Regions from separate parts of the Zea mays genome. Here region 2 is linked to region 1. The links are chromatin contacts, called in public Hi-C maps. All regions are on one chromosome and are shown on one strand. The core of a region is the stretch at or near the end of the contact, and the rest is flanking DNA. Distances in the headings are between cores, read along the strand shown. Region 1 holds the start of LOC109621226 (Heat stress transcription factor A-6b). Region 2 holds the start of LOC100272560 (transferase).

Region 1 (4,944 bases), core at 1,693-4,192:
CCAAGGTCGAACCTTACATTCTCCTATGAAAACCCGGCTGATAGGGTGACCACAATGCCCCACTTTGGATGGCCAGGCCGACCAAAGGGCCAGAACGGGATCGGGTAAGGAAGGACTAAATGAGATGCCCCCAGCAGGGTGAGCCCTCCAGTGGGACCACTCGCCGAAACCGAACCCCAGCAAAGGGTGGTCGGATCTCACTTGGATAACCCACTTGGAGCTCGACGACCACTTTCCCCACACCGACTAGGTCGATGGAGGATAGCCCTCCCATCGAAAAGAACCTCGTGAGAGCTTCCGACAGGAGAAGCGTGCCGATCTAGGATGAATACTCATGGAACGATCGACCCAAAAGGTCATCGCCCAAGGATTGAGCCCGTTTCTAACGCACCATGGATCCACGCTCACTGCATGACAACCACCACAGGCAGGGTCCGTCCCTGAACTACACAATAAACCCCAAGCAATTCACATGAATTGCTCGGGGACTCAGGGGCAAATCTAGCATATGTGCTCGCGTGCACCCAATATTTCAATCGTCGGTAATAGCTGAGCAAAAGTGGACCCATAGTCAGTGCATGACGACCATCGTAGGAAGGGTTCATCCCTAAACTGCGCAATAAACCCATAAGCAATTCACATGAATTGCTCAGGGGCTCGAGGCTGCTATCGGGTACCTAGGAACGGGGTACCCAAAATAAGGCATGTAAACCTTCTTGTCGACCGAAGTCTCCCTACCGAGCAAGTCCGCGAGGCGGAGCGGCCTACCAGGTCCCTGCCTAGGAAGTCCATGAGGTGGAGCAATCGACTAGGTCCCTACCGAGCAAATACGTGAGGCGGAGCAACCAACCAGGTTCCTGTCGAGCAAGTTGGCGAGGCAGAGCACCCGACTGAATCCCTACCGAGCAAGTCTGCGAGACGGAGCCACCGACCACGTCCTTGCCGAGCAAGTCCGCGAGGTAGAGAAACCAACCAGGTCCCTATCGAGCAAGTCCGCGAGGCGGAGCGACCGACCGGGTCCCTGTCGAGAAAGTTCGTGAGGCAAAATGACCACCCAAGTCCCAACCAAGAAAGAGAAGCAAGACGGAAACCCAAGTCAAATGTTGCGAAGTCCCTAGGATATGGCCAGTCACCTGAATGGTAGGTCGAGGGCACGCCGAGTGGCCGCTATCGACATGACTGCACCTCCCCAAGTATGTCCCCAGACGCACTCCCATAGCCTCAAGGGACCGGATGGCCCTATTCATAAAGTACCTCAGCATCGGAGCTTCTACATTGACCTGAATACCGGGTAGTGCGCAGCAGATACACCAATATCGGGTGTACACCTACGCACACCGACTAGTGACGCAGGCTCGTGACGATAGACAAGACCGCTTGACGCATGGCTGCTCCATACGACTGACCTGCGGGACCCCCCGCACATTACCATGAGGATGTCAGCAGAAGACCAGCTAAAGGGCCCGTACGATGAGTGGACGGGACAATACGCCATGATAAGAGTACGGCTACGCATGACCTTACAGACATCATCAGAGGACCTACGCTACCCAAGGGCCTCTGGCCGAGCCCCCTCGAGTAGAATACATGTCCCCATTGTAAAGTCCAGCCCTTAAACTATAAAAGGGAAGGACCCCCCTCTTTTCTGAACACACAAGCACACCAGTTGTAACACGTTCTGGAGCAATACTACAATCAACACTACACTGGACTAGGGCGCAAGCCTAATCCATCGCTCGAGTTCCAGAGGCTCACCATTCGAAGTGAGTCCGCACTAATTTCCCCACCGAACACAAATCTTACTGCACCTTGGTTTTCGAAACCACGACAAATCCCCATATTGTTTAACTAAAGGGGACTAAAGACCATTAATACATATGAATAAAGACCAAAATATCCCTTGCTGCAAGCAATTAATGAGAGGTATATACAATTAATAAGGGGTCTGGACTATCGAGAATAGGCTTTATTCCCCTTTAGTCACACTTAAGGAAATAGAGACTAAAAGAGTTTACTCCTTCATTTTGTCTCTTTGTTTAGGAGTTTAGTCTTTAAAAGAGACTAAAAGGAATGGACTAAAGTTTAGTGTCACATTTAAACATTCAATGTGACGTAAGGGGTATTTAGTTTTTAGGGACTAAATTTTAATTCCTCTATGGACTAAATCTCTCTTTTAGGGGTGTTTGATTTCTAGGGACTAATTTTTAGTCCATCTATTTTATTCACATTTTAGTTTCTAAATTGTCAAATTTAAAAATAAAACTCTATTTTAGTTTTCATATTTAACAATTTAGTGACTAAAATAAAATAAAATGCAGGGTCTAATTTTTAGTCTTTAGAAACAAAACACTTCCTTAATCTACGTGTTTAGTAATTTAGAGACTAAATTAGAGACTAAAGATTAGAACTTAGAAACAAACACACACTCGTAATCGTGATGATCCAGTACGAGTATCATTTTCGTTTCAGAAGACATGTCCAGCAGACCAACCCCCACTTGCCTTGCGCCTGCGGCGTCACATCACATGACATCCGGCCACCTCTCGTCCAGGTCCAATCCGAGCGCACGCTCGCACGACGGCGCAGCGTCTCCCGGCTCCCGCGATCCAGCTGGTCCCCACCCGTCGCCCGCGGGTTGGCCAAAAGCGGGAGAGCACCGGCAATAAAATACGCTCGGGAAGCTGAACGGGGGATGGGCGGACGCTTCCAGAACTCTCGCCCGCGCCTTCGCGAACGTTCGCCGCCACGTCACCTTACCCGCTCCCGGATTAAACAACGCCCCCAAACGAAGGCGTCGCGGCCATCCCTTCCATTCCAGAACCGTCTGGAATGTTCGGCGCCGACGCCGGGTGCCCGACGTACCGTGGGGGCCTCGCGCCGGGCCGTATAAAGTCGTCGTCGTGGCGGCCCGCGTGTACTTGCCTACTGGTAAAGGTCCCGACGACGCGGTATCGCCGTATACCCGCCTCAAGTACAAAGGGAAAGCTGCGACTCGCTCGGAAGTGGGGTACTGTACTTCCCGCTCGCTCGCTCTCTGCTCTGGTCCTTCACGCTCTGTACGTTCATGCAGTGTTGCTCTCACTCGCTTTCTTCTTCCTCCCCTCGTCTGCCCCTCCTCTGCTCTGTGCCAAGTTCTGCTTCTCGCCGGGGCAGTTTCAGTACTCATTTCTTTCCTTTTCTTTCCAATTTGCAGAACCTTCAGTTGAGGTTCTCTAATCGGGCCCGCTAAAGTCGAGAGACAGGTTTTCGCGAACATTTGCATCTAGCCATCTCTACTCAACTGAATTCTTGTGCTCTTGTGGCATTCACAAAGTCCATTTTCAGACTGAGCTAGTTCAGCTGTCATTTTTTTTTCAGCCAAAGGTCGCGTTCTTTTGGACCTGCTCTTGATTCGTTCGTTCGTTCGTTTGGATTGATTGATTGATTGATTCCTTTCGACTTCCCTTCACCACCCCCCTGCTCCGTCAAGCGTGCCTCTGTTCTTCTGCCATTGCTGGATCGCGTTTGTCTGTTTGTTGGGTTGCTGGCGCTGCGGCCATGGATCCCTTCCACGGCATTGTGAAGGAGGAGTTCGACTTGGACTTCGACTTCACCTGCGCGTCTGCGGCGGCGGCGGCGGCGGCCTCGTGGGCCGTCGCCTTGCCGGAGATGCCCCGGCCGATGGAAGGACTCGGCGAGGTGGGACCCACTCCGTTCCTGACCAAGACATACGACGTCGTGGACGACCCCAACACCGACACCATCGTCTCTTGGGGGTTCGCCGGAACCAGCTTCGTCGTCTGGGACGCCAACGCCTTCGCCTTGGTGATCCTCCCACGCTACTTCAAGCACAGCAACTTCTCCAGCTTCGTCCGCCAGCTCAACACCTACGTGAGTCAAGTTCACTCCCTGTTCTTGGCTTTCAATTCCGTTGTTCATGCTTGAGTTGTTGAGCCGTGGATGGCGGTCGATCGCCGGCATGTGACGCAGGACTCGTTCGTTGCAGGGGTTCAGGAAGGTTGACCCGGACAGGTGGGAGTTCGCGAACGAGGGGTTCCAGCGTGGCCAGAGGGAGCTCCTCAGGACGATCAAGCGCCGGCGCCCGCCGTCGAGCCCGTCGGCGCAGCAGGGGCAGGCGCCGTCGGCCTGCCTGGAGGTGGGGCAGTTCGGGCTCGACGGCGAGGTGCACCGGCTGCAGCGCGACAGGGGGATCCTGCTCGCGGAGGTGGTGAAGCTGCGGCAGGAGCAGCAGGCGACGCGCGCGCAGATGCAGGCCATGGAGAAGCGCATCACCACGGCGGAGCAGAAGCAGCAGCAGATGACGGTGTTCCTCGCGCGTGCCATGAAGAACCCGAGCTTCATCCGGATGCTGGTCGACCGGGAGGGCCTTGGCGGCTGCCGCAGGGAGCTCGAGGACGCGCTCTCCAGAAAGCGCCGCCGCCCCATCGAGTACCTCCCGCGCGACGGCGAGAGAAGCGGCACTGCCACGGAGTCGGCGGTGAGCGACTACATTTCCGGACTTCCGGTCGGCGTCAACGGCGTGGCGGAGGCGGACGACGACGAGAGACGGTGGGAGAGAAGGGGCGGCGGCGGCGGCGGCGAGGACACGGAGAGCTTCTGGGCGAAGTTGCTCAACCTCGGCCTGGAGGAGAAGCACAGGGAGGGCAGATGCGATGGCGAGGAGGGGAACGGAGCTGACGTGGACAACGACGTGGACGACGACGTGGATGTGCTGGTGCAGAGCATCTACCACTTGAACCCGAACCCGGGTAGCCCCGGTGGCAAGTGAAAGTTCCAGAACGTTCCACATTCCAGAACCCACTATGGTCTATGGAAGTGGAAGCTCCCAGTGGGCATCGCAATTAGTCGTAGGCGATAGTTTTTTATCCGGCGCCTGACTTCTTGTCGCGGGGCTATGCAAGTTGCAAAAGTGCTTGCGTTTGGCCGGTTGCCAAGGAATGTTCG
Region 2 (4,944 bases), core at 1,733-4,232, 160 kb before region 1:
GCATATGGCTTTGAGGAAGTTGGCTCCTCTCCCCGACTCATTTTTCGTGACATCTCAAAGGCCGCGATTTTCCCAATCACAATGGTCGGGGTCATGTTGCTCAAGTCCTCCATGTTGTGAAGGATGGTGATGATGCTCCCATATTTTTGTTGTGGTAGCAGGGAGATAATCTTCCTCACAATGTCCGCATCACCTAGCTTATTAATGCCAATAGAGTTGAGCTCATTGATTATTAGATTCAAACGAGAATACATGTCTCTAACAAGCTCATCATCTTTCATAGCAAAAGAATTATACTCATTTAAGACTAGGCAATGTTTTTGCTCACGGACATTGGATGTGCCGTCATGGAGCTCATGCAATTTTAGCCAAATCTCATTAGCAGTTTTCAAGGTAAATACTTGATTGAAAATATCCATGCTAAGAGATTCATACAGGCAATTTTTGGCTCTAGCATTTAAATGAATTTCTTTTTCCTCACTCGTGGTGGGTTTCTCGGGATTCTTGAGGGGTTTCATCCCGTCACGAGTGACTCTCCAAACACCTAGATCAACGGCCTCTAGGTAACAAGCCATTCTAGCACTATAATATGGGAAGTTAGTGCCGTCGAAATGTGGTGGCCTATGGGTATCCATCCCTTCCTCTAAAAAGCGTCGGCTCTTTTAGCGGTGAAGCTAAAGCGTTTCAAATGAGCCAAACCGGGCTCCGATACCAATTGTAGGAAACGGGTGACGCCTAAGAGGGGGGGGGGTGAATTAGGACTTCTAAAACTTTTACTAAACTAGGCCACAATTTAAATCCCTAGAGCAAAACCTATGCAAGTAATCAAAACTAGAATGTGCAAACTAGGTTTTGTCTAAGTGTTGCTATCTCTACGGCAAAAGGCTAAGTTCCAATCTACACTAAATAAGTATGACTACAAGATTGAAACTTAAATGCTTAATATAAATGCGGAATGTAAAGAGCTAAGTAGAGAAGCAAACTCTCGTGGATGACGCCGGTATTTTTACCGAGGTATCCGGAACCGCGCAAGGTCCCGACTAATCCTCGTTGGTGCCCCTACGCAAAGGGAAGCCCACGCGAGGGCCAAGCACCACGGTCGAGTAACTCCGTAGAGAGCCGCGGGCCTTCTCCACGCGCAAGTGGTGCTCCGCTTCCGGCTCCTCTCGGACGCTCCCCGCCGTCTCCACTATCGAGCTTCCGGCCGAAACGCCGCGGGCCTCGTTCCCTCCGGTACACGGTGGCGGCCGTGACACAAACGCGGTTGTCACGGTCTCGCAAGACTCTCGCCCCACTCGGTACAATTACAACGGCTCGCGCAAGAGCCGAGGGTTTGTGAGGTTCATCTAAACTCACTCAACTAACTAGGATTCACCTAGAGCAAGCGCTAAAGCGGTCTAACTAACCTAAGCACTTCGCAAAGCACCTACGCTAATCACCGAGTGATTCTATTAAGCACTTGGGTGTTTGAGCACTTGGAGATATGCACTATGTGTATTGGAATGTTGCTTGGGCTCTCACACTAGAGAATGGCCGGTTGGGGTGGTATTTATAGCCTCCACACCCTCAACTAGCCGTTGGACAGAAAGCAGCAGCTTTCTGTCGTCGGGTGCACCGGACAGTCCGGTGCACCACCGGACACTGAACAGTAGATGTCCGGTGCACGCCACGTCAGCCGACCGTTGGCGCCTGTAGCAGTCGACCGTTGGATCCGACCGTTGCCTTTCTGCCCGTTGGCACACCGGACAGACCGGTGCACACCGGACAGTCCGGTGCTACAGCCAGAGAGCGCATGTCTGCGGCCTCTCTGCGCAGACTGTCCGGTGCCTCACCGGACAGTCCGGTGCACACCGGACACCGATGTCCGGTGCGCCACCTGGCGCTGGCTGACAGCCCTTAGTCTTGGATTTCTTCGCTGATTTCTTCGGGCTTCTTTGTTCTTGAGTATTGGACTCCTATGCATCTTTTTATGTCTTCTTTTGAGGTGTTGCATCCTCATTGCCTTGGTCCAATTCTCTTCGCATCCTGTGAACTACAAACATAAACACTAGAAAACTTATTAGTTCACGGATTGTGTTGTTCATCAAACACCAAAACTCAATTAGCCAAAAGGCCCGGGGTCCATTTTCCTTACAGGGATCCTCCCTCGTAACGAGTGAGGCTCGGATCACGAAAGGCTAGGTCCAGAGAGAGAGAGGAACACGTTCTCGGTAGTGGTCCGGGGCCATGCAATAGCCTAGCCTGGTCTAGCACCCTAAGCCCATACACTCCACCATCCTAGGATGGTTGTTCCAAAACCTAGGAATGGCCGTTAAAGACCAGACCTTATCTTGACCAAGATTCGAGCTCTAGATTATTTAGGTGACATGTGTAGCAATTTGTGCCTTTTCGTGTAACATATGGTCTAGAACTCGTTTTAAATATGTTTTCCTAGTTTAATATCACTATTTAGTTTATTCCACTCTAATAGTAAAGAACTATAAGTTTTTTATCAGTAGAGAGGAATAAAACTCAGTAGTGGTGCTCAATTGGTAGCATAAATTTAAAAGTCCCGTAAATTAGGGTGGTGTTTTTTTTTCAGGTCTCATTTTTAGAATCTCATTCTAGAATCTAATTATTAGACAAACAATTTTTAAATTTTGTATTGGATTTTGTGTCACAAACTCAGTCTCATCATAAATTGACAATAGAATTTATATTGAGTATACAGCTTTTTCCAAAATCTATAGAACCAAACACCACCTAAACTACCGGCGAAGTGTCGAAACACATGACTTGATCTAATTCCGGACGCCCTACGCCCCTACCACCCACCAACCAATCTGACACTTGTACTAGTATCTGTCCATACACGAGCCGCCACGTGTCCAGCGAATTCAAAAGTTCGTTAATACGCTCAACTACCAACAGCTAAACCCTACCCACCTTCTCGCCTTAAATCTCCCCCGTCCCCAACCGGCCAGCCCAATCCATCCGGCAAAGAGCTCGAGGCCTCGAGCAATAGTAAGATCTGACTGATCTCGTGAGCTGCCTCTCCAGTGTGCTCTGTAGCCCGCGCAGATCAGTGATGCCTTCGGCGGCGATGACGGTAGCGGCGGGTCTGGCGACCGGGCCGGGCAGCCGTGTGACTCGGTTCGCCAAGTCGACGGCGGCGTCGGTGACGCCCGTGAGGCCGGGCAAGACGCACGCGCTGTCGCCCCTGGACAACGCCATGGAGCGGCACACGGTGCACGTGGTGGTCTACCTCCGCGCCGCGCCGGGCCTGGACAGGGAGCAGCTCAAGGAGTCGCTCTCCGAGGTGCTGTCGCTCTACCCGGCCATGACCGGCCGGCTCACGCGCGGCGAAGGCAGCGCGGACGCCGAACCTGCGCACCGGGGTTGGGTCGTGAAGTGCAACGACGCCGGCGTGCGCATGGTGGATGCCAGGGCGGCCGTCACGCTCGACGAGTGGCTCGCCACGGCGACCGGCGACGAGGAGATGGACCTCCTCTATTACGAGCCCATGGGGGCCGAGCCTTACATCTGGTCTCCGTTCTACGTCCAGGTACACCCTTGACCGACTCATTCAATCTCAGCTTAGCTCTGCTTGGTGAAGTTAGGTGAGCTAATTCATGGCAGGAGCATCCTGTTGTCTGCCTCTCTGGATTAGTTTGATTGCTCGGCAGTTGAGCACTAGAGTTTGGTGACATTTACTTACTAATTCTAATTCGGTAGGAACAGCTTCAGAATTAAATGTCTTGTGCTCTTGTACTGCCGCGTCACATGGCTGCATCACTGATAAGTGGTGGCAGTATATGCAGAGATGCAGATGCAGTATGGGACCAGACAGGACCTTAATTAAAATTTTCCATGGTGACCATGTGTATGGATGCAGCTGACAGAGTTCACCGACAAGTCGTACGCGCTGGGGCTGAGCTGCATCCACATCCACAACGACCCCACCGCTGCCGCTCTCTTCTTCCACGCCTGGGCAGCCGCCCACCGCCGGACCACCAGCACGTACCCGCCCTTCCTTCACCCGCCGGCGTTGGCGGTCTCCCCGACCTCGCCGCCCCCTGCACCGCCTCTGCTCGCCGAGAAAGCCAGCGCCGCCTCCCCCACCAGCACAGATGCCGCCGCCGCCATGTCTTCCGCCACGTTCCACTTCCCGGCCTCCGCGGTGCGCGCGCTGCTCTCCTCCCTGGAGCCGGGCACCACCCCGTTCGCGGCGCTCGCCGCGCTCTTCTGGCTCCGGATCACCGGCGCCGCCGACGGGGAGCGAGAGCTCACACTGGCGCTGGACTTCCGCAAGCGGATGTACGCGCCGCTGCCGTGGGGGTACTACGGCAGCTCCGTCCACTTCACGCGCGCGCGCGCCGACCTCGCGTCCGGCCTGCCCGCCGTGGCCGCGGCGCTGGACCGCCACGTTGCCGGCGTGCCGGAGGAGGAGCTGTGGCGCGCCCTGGAGTGGCTCCACACGCGGCAGCAGCAGGAAAACGCGCCGTTCCAGATGTATGGGCCGGAGCTGACGTGCGCGGCGCTGGACCACGTGCCCATGTACGGCGCGGAGTTCGAGGCCGGGGCTTCTCCGGCGCGCGTGTCGTGCCGCGTGGGCGGGGCCACCGGCGAGGGGCTGGTGCTCGTCCTGCCCGCGCCCGAGGGCGGCGAGGCGCGGGACGTGGTGGTGACGCTGCCCGCGGGGGCGACGGCCAGGGTCTGCCGCGACGCCGAGGTGCTCCGGCACGGTGCCGAAGTTGTGTTCGGGGCGAAGGCCGAAAAGGAGGAGTAGGCCCAGTGCCACGAGTCACGACGGAGCAACAAGAATCGTTGTGCTGCTGGCCTGCTGATGCTGGTCCCTGCGGAACTTGATCCTGATCCACGCAATTTACTTTTGTATACTCTGTGGGCTGTGGCCCTTCGTTTGATTTCGATGTAATCAGTCGCCATGTTTGATGGAGGAAAGCA

What was found. A called contact is a pair of places that touch in the nucleus more often than the background predicts.
Region 2: a Hi-C map of leaf shows a contact between it and region 1, with 2.9 times the contacts expected there. The contact joins the promoter of LOC100272560 here to the promoter of LOC109621226 in region 1. A contact is called at or near these places in 7 of 25 Hi-C or Micro-C datasets (bundle sheath, ear, leaf and 2 more).

The regions. Positions count from the first base shown.
Region 1 is chr1:282,110,407-282,115,350 of Zm-B73-REFERENCE-NAM-5.0, reverse strand. It overlaps LOC109621226 (Heat stress transcription factor A-6b), which reads left to right and starts at 2,942. Exons shown (of 3, transcript NM_001348435.1): 1 at 2,942-3,056; 2 at 3,194-3,870; 3 at 3,986-4,944. The coding sequence starts at 3,538. The coding sequence ends at 4,768.
Region 2 is chr1:282,273,368-282,278,311 of Zm-B73-REFERENCE-NAM-5.0, reverse strand. It overlaps LOC100272560 (transferase), which reads left to right and starts at 2,982. Exons shown (of 2, transcript NM_001147027.1): 1 at 2,982-3,544; 2 at 3,875-4,944. The coding sequence starts at 3,068. The coding sequence ends at 4,768.